Linked DNA regions of Mus musculus: regions 1 and 2 are each linked to region 3. The links are chromatin contacts, called in public Hi-C maps. All regions are on one chromosome and are shown on one strand. Each heading gives the region's core, a stretch centred on a gene start, on an enhancer-like site or on the middle of the called end of the contact. The rest is flanking DNA. Distances are from core to core; before and after follow the strand shown. Region 1 overlaps Dlc1 (deleted in liver cancer 1). Region 2 overlaps Dlc1 (deleted in liver cancer 1). Region 3 has its middle 95 kb from the start of Trmt9b.

Region 1 (4,519 bases), core at 1,891-4,390, 360 kb after region 3:
CTGCAGATAGGATCTCCCACTGGGATCTAGGCTAGGATAGGTAGAAAGGTCTCTGGAATGTTCTGTCTACCCAGTGTTGGAATTTCAAGGGTTCACCCCCCCACACACATCTAGTTTTTTTTCCCCACAGATCCTGGAGATTGAACTCAAGTCCTTATGCTTTGCTGGCAAGTCCTTCATCGACTGAGCTATCTCTCCAGGCTCTGCTACTTATTCTTATTGTTTCGATAGATGGAAATGATTGATAAATTAAGATTCTTGCTGTAGAGTATAAAAGTTGATTCCTCTCTGTCCCTATACTGATTTCAGCACTATGACTCTTTTTGCTGTACCATTACAGGGGGTAGAGGGAGCACATAATAAGTTGGGAGAATCACCGAAAGGAACTCCTTTGTTCTCTGGCTCTCACTGTCAAACTGTCATGACACTGGATGTAACGTTTGGGTCAACGATTGCTTCAAAAAAGGTAACCATGCTCCCTTGTTATACAAGAATAAAGTCTTAGGTGTATAAGACGTCTATAGAGAAATACAAACATATACATTTTCAAGTATGCTGTGTATATGTGTGTTTATTCACATGTTATTATATACTCAGTGGAGGAAGCAATGTGACCAGTCAGATCTTTAATTTATCTCTCTATCATTTCAGTTGTCTACCATAGTGTCTATGACCAGGCAATATGAAATTGATAAAGGCAATTCCCTTCTGGTAGAATAACCCCCATTTGTACCCTTTGCTTCAGTGGGTGTCTTGCCTGCCTTGATTGTAAAGTGTCTGATCACTGTCTTCTTGACTATATCGTGTATGTTCCATCTCCTCTTGAGAGTACAGTGTATTCTCAGTGTCCTCTTGAATATGGAGTATATGATCAATATCCTCTTGACCATATACTGTGTCGTGAATACCCATTATCTAGTTCTTATACCCATTACTTGACCATGATATGTTCAGACTTACAACTTGCTATTTTCTTTTTGAAACTTATCTACTGACAACTTCACACACCCATGGAGTACATTCTGATTTCTCTCCTTCCACCCCCTTGGTTCTCTCTCCCACCCCTTCCCATTCTTCCACCTCCCTAGAAATGTCTTTCCCATGTTCACGCGCCTTCTGTATTTGTTTTGACCTACAATTTTTATAAAGGGCTGCGTGCATGATCATAGGTGTGGACCAATCCATTGGAGCCTAGCGTGCTCGCCAGTGGGTGAAGACAATGTTCCTTCCCCCAGGCATCCATTAATAGCCAATAACTCACCAGGAAGATGGCATTATTTTCTGTTATTTGCATCCTTTACCCTATCTACAAAGTGATATTGAGAAATATTAATTAATAACATTGCTTGGAATACACGAGTAAAATTGTCTCTAATATAAAGTAAGACACAACATTTGAACAACTTTTCAGCATCAAGATATGTCTTAATTGGGAAAATTCATGACAGTAATATCAGCAAAAATTCCTCTATCCTTTGGTAATTTTTGCATTGATAACAGGAATACCTGCACTGAATAGATAACTTGTAGTCAGACTACTCAGATCAATAATTGTAATAAAGTGAAGTCAGGAACTACAAATAGCTAATCATATCACCTCCATAGTCACTATCAAAGAGAAAAAATGGACACGTGTTCATTTGTTCATGCTTGCTCAAATTCTCCACCCTTAGTTCAGGACCCTCTGCCTAGGGAATGGCGCTACTCACAGCAGGACAGAATGTCCACATAGGTTACCTAATTAAGACAGCCTCACAGTCCAACCCAATGTTTATAATCCCTCATTGAGACTCTTCCTCAGTGACTCTAGATTTCGTCAAGTTGACAACTATAGAATCAAGAAGCCAAACACCACACCTAGAAAGGACTAAGCAAAATAATGCCATGTTTTAAGTATAATATATTTAGCACTCTTTTTCTTTTCTCTTAAAAAACTCAAATCATAAATGTACTTTGGAAGTTATTACTGGGCAAAAATGGAAAAAAAAAGTATCTTGCCTTCCACTTTGGACTTTTAGAAGTCCCGTGCGCCCCCAAATCCCAAATCCCTCAAAACAAACCGCTTCAGTCCTGCTCCTATGTGCTGAAGCCTGAACGTAATTGTGTATGCAAACTGAAATATTAAAAGCATAACTTCTAATTTTAGTTCATTCTGATTTCTAAACCAGCCAGGAGCCTCCTGTTTTAGGTGATGATGTAGTTGACATTCTGTTCACTTAACTTGGAAAAGAGGCCAACATCTCATTAAACAGAAAGAGAGAGGGGGGGGGAGAGGATTAAAGATATGACCTAGCATCTGGGAAGTAAGTATTTTTGTTCTACAAAGAGGAGAAATGCCAGTTACTAGGAGAGATATACTACTAGGCCTGACCTGGAACTGTAGAGAGGATTTCTCTGGGTTCCATGGATGAACCCGATAGATCTCATATTTATTCTTCTCTATAGGCTAAGTTCTGCTCATGAAGGGCTCTGGCCTGAAAAGGATCCTTAGAGCAGCTCAAACTGGAATTATTTAACTTTTGTATTTATGCTGGGCTGTGGAGTAGAGGACGTGGTGAGTGACTGGGTCAGGAGTGGATGAAGTCCTTAGTGAATGTGTATTGTTGATAATGAAGACAGCTATAACAAGGACCCCGAAGCCTCAGACCTACAAAAGGCAAAGCCTTCCTCTGGTCCGGGTGTCAGTGTTGAGTGTGTGTGCAGGAACGATCAAGCACAGCATCTTCTCTAGGATAACTTTAGTCTGAGGCTCACCCCCCCCCGAGACTAGCTAAATCCTTCTCCACATTCACCTCTATGTAATAAACCATGTGCAGAGGTTGCCTATCTAGTCTCAGGCAGGCTGAGGCCCAGCTGCAATCTCAGTCTCTCTATGTCTCATCCTTTCTCCTCAAAGATGGCCGTGACACTCACTGACTCATTCTCTCCTTATCAAAGACAGTAAACTCTGCAGCTATACGCTCACTCACATCACAAGCATCCCCCATGGCTGTCTCCCTTTAAAAATCTAGAGTGAAGCTGTCTCTGTTTACTGCATATTTGCAGGCATACCTCACTCCTGGTTAAAAGGCATTCCATGTGCCCTTACTTGCTTTTCGCTGTGAACGCAGGGAGCACAAAGCAGTTCACAGAGTCAATGTTTGTGGTTGCCCTTCGTTGGAGTGGTGCCAGCATCCTTGAGAGCAAGTATCCTGCAAAGCAGGCCAGACACTTAACGTTGCTGGCTTATTACAGACCCGGTCATTTGAAACACAGATATCTATTTCCCAGAAGACATAAGAGAGTAAACATACAATACAATATCCCAGAGATCTGGTTCGATGCATATCCTTAAATGGTTTGCTTTATGTCAGCCGAAGCTCATCTAGATTGTGATTTGTCTAAACTTTCTCACTTTATAGTCGCTTACCCTCTTTTCTTCCTAAGGTGCTTAGCTTTGGAAATAGCGCCCTGCCTTGTGTCTCAGTATTTGAGACATTTAGATTCCACTCTCCCTTAGCGATCAAGATAGTATGTCTTTAATAGAGGCATTACATTCCTTTCCCCCAATGCATACGGCTTATACTGTGTGTTTATTTCACTTTATTAAATCTTTTAAAAGAGTATGACTAATTTCCTTTTAATTTATCAATTTCTGTTTCTGTGCTGAAGAAAGTTACTACATAGGCAGAGTCTGGATTTATCTTACTTTCAATCTTTTTTTTTAATAACTTTTTAACCTTCAATTTTAGTCTATTTTATTTTTCTTTAGAGTTGTCTGGTTTGTGGAATTGTGTCAGCTCTCTATGAGAACTTGGCATTGCAATGATAGGAGCTGGTGTTTATGGGTGCTCTTCATGGGAACTACAACCCTTGGTACCTCACTGGGTCAAGAGCTGGTGCACAGCAAAAGCTACTGGCAACATTTGAAGACCAGAGTAAGCACCAGAGACTTGCAGTTTACAGTGTGTGGACAGTGTAGGAACTCATACACTCAAGCTTAAGAGTGTCTTAAGCTCCCTTTAGCAGTTTCCACAATAATCAATATAGATGAGGTGGCCTCCCTCCTATAGCTACTAGATGTCCCTGGGACTGTGTCGCCAATGAAAACCGTGCTTTTCCATGTCACACTGCACTTTTGTATATATATCACAAAACATCTCTATTCACCCCTACTCTGCAGGTCTGTGGATCGCAGCTCACTGTTGATTACACATAGCTGGCATTCTTCTGCCCACTGACGTTCCTATGACCTCGGTGACCAACTCCGGGGCACCTCTGTGCATTACTGTCATTCTCTTACCTAACAGTAAAGTTGCAGGCTCTATGCTGGTGACCTAGCAATAGCCATTGCTTCTTAGGTTTTTCTATTTATGCTGGTTAGTGACAAAGAGATAAGAGATAAGATTAGACCAGGTCAGCACACAGGGTAATTCTTAGTCTAGCACGGACAGAGCAGTCCGTGCCCTGGGGTCTTTAAAAACTGTATACCTAAGTTCCTATATTTTAAAATCATCATATAATTAGTTCATATTAAGCT
Region 2 (4,088 bases), core at 858-3,357, 310 kb after region 3:
GTTCAGCGAGAATGATGAACAGAGAATTTCAGCTGGATGTCAGAACTACGGAAAGGGGGCAAATGTGCCAAGTGTCTGGGTCCCTACCATTGTCCTTGGGCTCTGCTGAGACAGCATTTCTAAGCCAGGCCTTCTCAGGAGGAAACATTGGCAGAAGCAGCTTCTTAGAGCTCCTTCTAGGCTCCACTGAACAGTTACCTGGCAACAGTCAGGTAGCCCTGGCTTGCTGTAAAAGGGGCTGTTTGATCCCTCCTTGTTCTCTCTGCCCCATCTCTTTCTCTGCCTCTATTCCCTTCTCAACTCCCCTTCCCATGTCCCAAATAAAGTCTATTCTATACTACACCCTATTCTCTATAATTCTATTCCATACCTCAGGGTTCCCCTCAGCATGGGCCCATTGAGTCACTCCTCTCACCTCACCATACCATGCACTGAAAAACATATCCTGGTTCTCTTTTTATAAAACATAACAGGCTTCCCAAAGGCTTATGTATCAAAGGTTTGATCTTTGGCTGCCAGTGATATTTTGGGAAGTTTTGGAAACTTTGGTAGCTGGGTTTGCTGAAGGAAATAGGTAGGTAGCTGAGGGCAAGGCTTTAGGCTGTACCGTTCTACTAGTCTTCTCCCCTCCCCTCCCTTCCCCTCCTCTCTATTACCTCTTGCCTCTGCTCACTTTCCTCTCTCTTCTCCTATGTCTCCTTCCCTCCTCCTCTCTCCCCCCACCCCTGTCCCTTCTCCTCCTTTTCTCCCTGCTTCTCCAAGACTTTCTGCCTCTGTCTGTTTGTCTCTATGGGGCTGCTCCAGCATCCCCTTCCTCCCCAATAGACTGAAATCTCTAACACTAAGAGCCAGAATGCATCTACCTCCCTTTAAAGTGCTTCTCTTAGGTGTTCTGTAACAGCAAAGAAGGAAATAAATAATAGAGATCCTATAGTCAGGGAGCATGAAGAGATTGAAAGAGACAAGACCTGTGTCCAGGACTGTGTCCAGGCGAAGCATGCTGAGTCTGTACAAACACAGCTTGATAGAGTTGATTGGTGTCCCATCTTCTCTTCTTGCCAGTTTTATTCTAAGAATATCTTTCCCTTCTTTCCATACTTAGCTATAAACACAGGCTCCAACTTTTGAAGACAAAGGTTCAGAGTTATGCACAGAGAGGAAATTCCTTTCAAAATAGCTTTGTGATAGGACTTCTGTCCTGTTCCTTAAGTGAAGTGGATTATTATTATTTTTTTTTTTTGGTCCAACAAAATTAAATGGATAGGAATTAACATGATAAGAAAGCAGCTTTGTAGTTTAGATTGATTTTCAGTCTAATCTCTTCATGAAGAAGGTGACTCACTTTAGAGTCACCTCCACTGTTGCTGTTGCTTATGAGAGACATCTGTAGGACCCCTTTATGTAGCCACAACATTAGTGCTTCTTGGATCTTTGATGTGCATTGGGTCATTTTTGTTGTGGAAACAAAAATGTTCAGTGACAAAGTCTCCGATTAAGGAAAATCTCGCTACCAGGTGAGAGATGTTCCAAGACTCATTTGGCATAGTGAATCCCCGGAGGTATACCACCCGGAGCCATTGATGGGCAAGCCTTTCAGGCTGTGCTCACTAACCATTCAGAAGCTGGGGCAGCCCTGGACTTGACAAGAGTAGTTGTCTACCAAATCCATTCACTTTCAGTTATTTGCAGGTCAAGGTAACGAGGACTTCAAACCCAGGTTAAGGTTAAACACACTACTGTTTCCTGTAGACTTTTGAGTTAGCGTTAGCTTTCTGTTGATAAGCTCTGATAGGCAAAGTTCAAATTCCAGAGTTAAGGAAAAAAAAATCAAACAACTTTTTAAACCTAGAAATAAATAATTATACACCATCTTGGAATAATTTTAACTTTTTTTTTTTAACACATTCCAAACACACACAGACACACGTATGCTCACAGGTTTTAGAAGCAATAAAGTATTTCATGGAGCTCAGGGCATGGGTGTTTAGTTTCATTATGAGCAGGGTATGTTACAAATAAAATAAATCACTGGCAAATAAAACACTGTGCTTTAATGATCTGAAAACATGACCTCTTTTTAAATAGTCGCTCGGTATTTTGCCGATCTCAACCAATTACCTGTCACACTCTGGCTGGAAATTCTGAACTGTTCCAGTCCTTTATTAACTCAGCCAGAGGACTGTTTTTTAAACTTTTTTATGAGAATGCTTGTGGTCAAATTCCTCTGTTGCCTTTACAGATGACTAAGTGGAGAGAAGGCTTTTCAAATCAGTTAGTGGTAGAAGCACCTGTCTTGTATTTTGCACTGTAACTATAAATGCAAACTAATTGGCTTGTTTCTTAACACCTTCTTGATCATACTGCCTGAATTCAGCCAGTCTCGCAATGGGGCATTTGTAATCACATGTTCCGTCAAAACGGTTATAGCCCATATGGCAAGACTGGGTGGGCATAGGCCAGAGGGGAGAAAACTCCCAAATCCCTCCACCAAAAAAAAAAAAAAAAAAAAAAAAAAAAAAAAAGCATTGCAAATTCTAATTTTAGACAGGAAACTAAAGTTAATTTCAGTCTGCAGTTTTAGGCTGGTATCAATCCTTCACCTTTTTGAGGACATCTACTACTTACTCTAAGGTAGGGATGATGTGTTTATGAAAAGACAAAGAGAGAGGGGATATGTTTTGTGGATGTGTGGTGAGGTGTGGGGAAGGGGGTGCCACTGAGGTCCCATGCCAAGGCACCCCTTCCTCCTGAGAGCCCAGACACACAAGGGATAATATAGAATAGAGTTTATTCAGGGCATGGAGAGGGGAGTTGAGAGGGTAGTAGAGACAGATAAAGGCGGGGGGGGGAGAGAGAGAGAGAGAGAGAGAGAGAGAGAGAGAGAGAGAGAGAGAGAGAAGAGAAGAGGAGAGGAGAGAGAGAAGGAGAGGCTGACCATGAGCACATGTAGAGAGAGGGGGAGGGAAATGGGGATAGAGGAGGAAGGGGGGAGAGGACACAGAGAGAGAGAGAGCAAGAAGGCAAGAGCAAGAGAGAGTGGAGGGGGCAAGCAGCCCCTTTTATAGTGAGTCAGGCATACCTGGCTGTTGCCAAGGGGGTCCTGGGAAGTATGGTCTGTGAACAGTGACTGTGCATTATGGTCCACTGGAGAGAATATGACTAGCTTCCATTTTTCTGATGTTTGATGTTTTGATGATAGAAGAACAAAACCAAGCTTTTCAAACATTTAATCTTGGTGGATCGACACCTAAATTGAATGTGCCTCATCCCGCAGGGCACTTAGGAGAAGCCAAGTCTGTTAGGGGACACTGAGTCTTGGACAAGCTAGAAGAGCTTTACAGCCATCCATTGCTTGCAGGTGTGGTTCAGTTCCCTTACAGTCAAGCTGAGACAACTAACAGAGAAACCGTCTTACTTGAAGCTTAGCTAAACGATGAGACAACGAAGAGTAAGACATGGCTGGGATTCCTCTTGAATCTGAATTGTTGGTGTGCTGACAGTCTATCTAGACTTGGCAAAATGCCTGTCCTCTACTCCTTCCGCCCTAAAAGGATCAATAAAAGTCCCAAAATATGGATAAATGATTATAAGATTCAAAGCACGTGTTTCTCAGAAGTAACCTGGACCTTGACTGTGACTCTCGTTCCGGAGGATCTGAAACCCTGTGTGGTACCTGCATACACACAGTGCACATACCCATGCAAGCTGAGTACAAGACAAAATCATCGTCGTTAGAAATTCTACACGGATGCATCTAAAATATGCTTTATCAGATTTCTCCTGGGAGGCTGATTTACGTGACATTGCATTTCACCTTCGCTGCTTAGAGCCCATAACTGAGATTTTTTACTTAACTACCACTGACCTGAGGAAATATGAAGGAAACTCGGTTGTACCTTGGTAAAAGTGGCTGAGAAGTCACTGAAATGTGGTGGTAACTTCAGATGAATTCCTCTGATGGTTAACAACAGTGTGACAATGGGGCTCGTAAAGCCCTGCGTAGTAAGGGGTTAGGAACAGGTTGCTAACTGATGGGCATCTGTTCTCATGGGTCTCAGCTCCTCACTAAAGGCTTTCTCAGTGGCGGA
Region 3 (3,958 bases), core at 997-3,496:
TATAGGCCTCACATCAATAAATTCTATCCACATAGGCAATTGACCACATCAGCGAGCAAGTACTTTTATCTTTCTCTCAATATACTGGAGGACAGAATTTCATTTTAAAGGGCCCTGAGAGGGGGAGAAAGTTATTAAACCAACCAGCAGGGGGAGCCCAACTTCCAAACGTGGGCACTAGGTAGTGCTCTGACATTCAGCTAGATTCAAAAGCTAAAAATACAGTATTCATCAGAAACTCAAACATACACTAGAAATAAAGAGTATTCAAAGACAGTTATGTGTTCAGGATCTACATTGCCCAAAATCCTGGAAGTAAAGACTTACCTTGATATATTCTAGAAGAAACATTAAGCAAAGAACTAAGAATTTTAGAAGGTAGGATCTTAGCTTCTTAAAAGAAAATCAAATGTACCATGCATTTTATATTCTCTGATAGAGGATTTTTATAATACATAAAGTGTAATTTTCAGAAAACCCATTCGCATGTTCAGGGTTCTTTAAATCCCACCTAAAGAATATATGAATGTAATAAAAGTATAATTTAAAATTCATTCGGTAAGAAAGTTGGCAAGGTTATTTTAGATTTTATCTGAAAATGCAAAGTAGTAGGAAGGAATTTAAAATGCAAACGAAACTGAAATGATTTTTATAAGAGGGAAGTTGAACTTTCCGATTTCTGTATCACATTCCATGCCAGCATCGTTTGCACAGTGACATAGGTGCTAAAATATGCAGACCCAAAGAATCGACTAGGCTGAGCAGACCTTAGGAGGTGGGATTCGATTAGCATGACTTACCGCGCTGTGGGGCAAACTGTGACTTGTTCAGTCAATGTGACAGGCTCATGATTTGGGGAAGGAAATTATATACTTCTTCCCTGCTCTAAAATAAAGCCCAGATGGAATACACATTTAAATGCAGTACCAACACTTGTTAAATATATTAAATGCAATACATCATTTCTATGATCATATATACGTACATATACATTTCTCCATGTAAACAAGTGGATGCTACCTATATGACCAACAGCCTCCCATTGGTGTGTAACAACAGCCTCCCATTGGTGTGTAACACCTCTGTGGGTTTGTGTAATCACCCTACCCTTATTTCCCATCCACAGTCTCTCCTGCCTACAGGATGCCTCCCATTCACAATAGACACGTCTACTCTAGTGGGGAAACTACTTTTCTGTAGAGAAGAGGGCTGTTGGCCACTGTGAGCAGAGCAGTGTGGGAGAAAACAGCCTCTTTTGCTCTGTTTCCAGGGGGAAACGTCAATGATTCGTACTTTCATTCCTGTTCATAATTGTGAAAATAATTAACATTCACAGATGTACAGAAAATAGTATTATCAAACTCTTCCAGCCGTTATCTTGTGGCAGCATTGTTTTGTTGTGCATACTCTCTAATGTCCTCCAAAGACCCATGGTTTGCATATTTAGTCCCCAAGAAGGTACTATTAGGTGGAGAACTCTTAAAAAAAAAACGGAACCTAAGGAAGGTATCCTTAGGTCATTGGGAGACCACTCTACAGGGGATCACAGAACCCTGACTCTCTTCTCACTCTGCCTTCATGTAATAAGCGGAGCAGCTGTGTCCCATGCTCCCTACCACTGTCACGGGAATTCTCACTGGAAACCCGGAAACAGCTAGTCTGCCTGATTAGACCCCCTAAAACTCTGAGGCAGCATAGACCTTTTCCTGTCTAAGATGAATACCTTGTGCATTATTACAGTGGTAGAAAGCTAACGAACACACCTGCTCAGTCTATTCTGAACAATTCTTATATCGACTCAAATATCAGAATCCTAATTATTTCACTCATAAATAGTTCAGAATCACGCAGCTAGCTGAACACCTAAAAGTCACACATTGCAGTTGTCTAATGTTAAATGCACAGGCGGCATTTGAAGCGCCCCATTATGAAATAAATGCTTCTGTTGCTATCGTCAACCTAAAGTAACAAATGAAGGAAGATTCACCCAAAACAATAAAGCTATCATTTCCGGGAGTTGTGTGCCATAATAAACGATGTACAGAGTTAGGGATACAAAGAGAGACGAGGGCTTTTAAGGCAAAATGGAAAGGCTTACATAAGTTGTTTTGAAGCAATTACCCTTGGTAAGGAGGATCAATAACAATAGTGGCATCAGTCCAAGGTTAAGCAGGCAGTTGCTGGGCAGATTTCCTCGCGTCAGTGTTTTCTGGGCAAGGTTATGGTGGCCTTTTGTGCAAGCGAATGGTTCTGCCAGAGTTCAATGTGCGAGTTCCTGCCCTCAGACATATGGGCCCGCGATTTCTCATCTAGAACTTGTTGGCTTTATTTTTAAATATTTGTAGAGCTCCCCACAAGCAACTTCTGACAAGCATTCACACTGTTCAAATCAGACTCCTGCGTACGCAGATGTCTCATCGGTTTGCTCTTAGGGACAAGTCTGTATGTTCACTACTCCCAGTGACCTCTGGGTACCATACTGTGTTTGCCATACATTATCTTTCAGAAGACTGGATCTTTGTTCCAGAAAATGTGTGTTTGGGGTGGGGTGGGGGTGCTAAATAAAACAGATAACAGTCAATGTGACCAATATAGCCAACACTTTTTGTTGCATAGCGTTTAGTTTTTAAAGGACTCCATCAGCTTGGGCATCGAACACAGAAATGCCCTCTCCAGGCAGTCTCTAACCAGCCTGGCACTTTTGTGAGCTCAACACTCCCACGCAGTGGCTAATTGCTAAGAACCTGACACTCCCCAACCCCCCAAAACTTCTCCCACTTATTTCTCAGACTATTTAGAGATTCTCCTCTTATGGGTTCCAGAAAGGACTTCTCTGAGTCTCCCCCTCAATTTGCCAACCTGGACCCCTTGCTGCCAACCCTCATGTGATGACCTCATCAATCTTCATCTTTCTGGTGGGGATCCTGCCTCCGTGACTGGCTGCCTCTTTAATGCTACCCCACCCAGGGGCCACTTTGATATGGACTCCAGCTGCCAGGATGAAGTGGTTGCTTGTCTGATCGTGGGTCTGCTCTTCCTAGGTGGAAGTTGATCTTGTCACACAGGCTGAAGCACAGCCAACCCATCAGATATCTTAATTGATCCCCACTTATCGGCCACGTGCTGCTATTGTGAACTAAGCGTTCTCTACATGAGCCTTCTCTCTCTGTGATATCTAGGTCAGGTGGTCCCTGTGGTCTATGCATTTTCAGGCACATTTCTGTTTCTCTATGTTGGTTTTTTTTTTTTTTTTTAGTAAGTATCCGACGCAGCCTTACTTCCAGATTGCCTTTATTTATGGAATGATATTACCATGTGCTGTGACTCACTGATTCAATATTAGGTACTTTCTGAAAAAGCTGGCAGGTATAAAATACTGAGTTATTTCGTGGGAAGTGAGAAGACGTGTTCAAGACAAATTTTAGTTGCGTGTCATCCAGGAGCTGGCCCAGGAGTTAATGCAAACTGGAAAGTCAGCTTTGATTCAGATCCAGCTGCCTCTGGTGGCAGGCTATTAAAAGTTTGTAAGCTTCTTTTAAAGTTAAGCTCCTGGCACATTTGTCTCTAGAATGGAGCTGGTGAAGTTTGCAATGGGATTCACTGCAATTTGACAGCATTCAGAAGAACTCATTCATCTCAGAGTCCCCACAAAGGATTCTACATTGTGTGTGTCTTCCTTACTTGGTATGATTGTTCAGCCTAGCATTTTTTTTTGCAGAGAGAAAGATTTGTCTCGTAGGTCTTAAACAGATGGCAGGCTGCATGAGAAATCAGATTCATTGTTTCAGTTGTGGAAAATCCACTAAGAAAATCCAATGCATTCTGTCAAAGACTCGGTCCTGGAACTGACAGTATGCATTTCCTAAGGCATCATGAACATTTTGGTCCACTTTCTGTTTGAGATTAGTATCAGGAAAGTGATACTGAACTCTGCTATCAAGAATAGTTCATAACCTCA

The links. A called contact is a pair of places that touch in the nucleus more often than the background predicts.
Region 1: a contact with region 3 is called in a Hi-C map of liver, with 4 times the contacts expected there. The contact joins two enhancer-like sites. A contact is called at or near these places in 1 of 484 Hi-C or Micro-C datasets (liver) and 1 of 115 datasets of contacts at active chromatin or transcription factors (embryonic stem cells).
Region 2: a contact with region 3 is called in a Hi-C map of liver, with 3 times the contacts expected there. The contact joins two enhancer-like sites. A contact is called at or near these places in 2 of 484 Hi-C or Micro-C datasets (cerebral cortex and liver).

The regions. Positions count from the first base shown.
Region 1 is chr8:36,724,676-36,729,194 of GRCm38.p6, forward strand. The region is part of intron 5 of Dlc1 (deleted in liver cancer 1); the gene reads right to left. Among named protein-coding and RNA genes, the nearest start is that of Dlc1, 230 kb to the right of the region's middle. Within about 2 kb of position 3,141, at least 58 of the 459 cell types and tissues checked have an H3K27ac peak or open chromatin away from gene starts, as enhancers often do. A contact at or near this core is called in liver, where this site is marked.
Region 2 is chr8:36,666,729-36,670,816 of GRCm38.p6, forward strand. All of the region lies in intron 5 of Dlc1 (deleted in liver cancer 1), which reads right to left. Among named protein-coding and RNA genes, the nearest start is that of Trmt9b, 210 kb to the left of the region's middle. Within about 2 kb of position 2,108, at least 15 of the 459 cell types and tissues checked have an H3K27ac peak or open chromatin away from gene starts, as enhancers often do. A contact at or near this core is called in liver, where this site is marked.
Region 3 is chr8:36,361,300-36,365,257 of GRCm38.p6, forward strand. No RefSeq gene overlaps it. Among named protein-coding and RNA genes, the nearest start is that of Trmt9b, 95 kb to the right of the region's middle. Within about 2 kb of position 2,247, at least 13 of the 459 cell types and tissues checked have an H3K27ac peak or open chromatin away from gene starts, as enhancers often do. A contact at or near this core is called in liver, where this site is marked.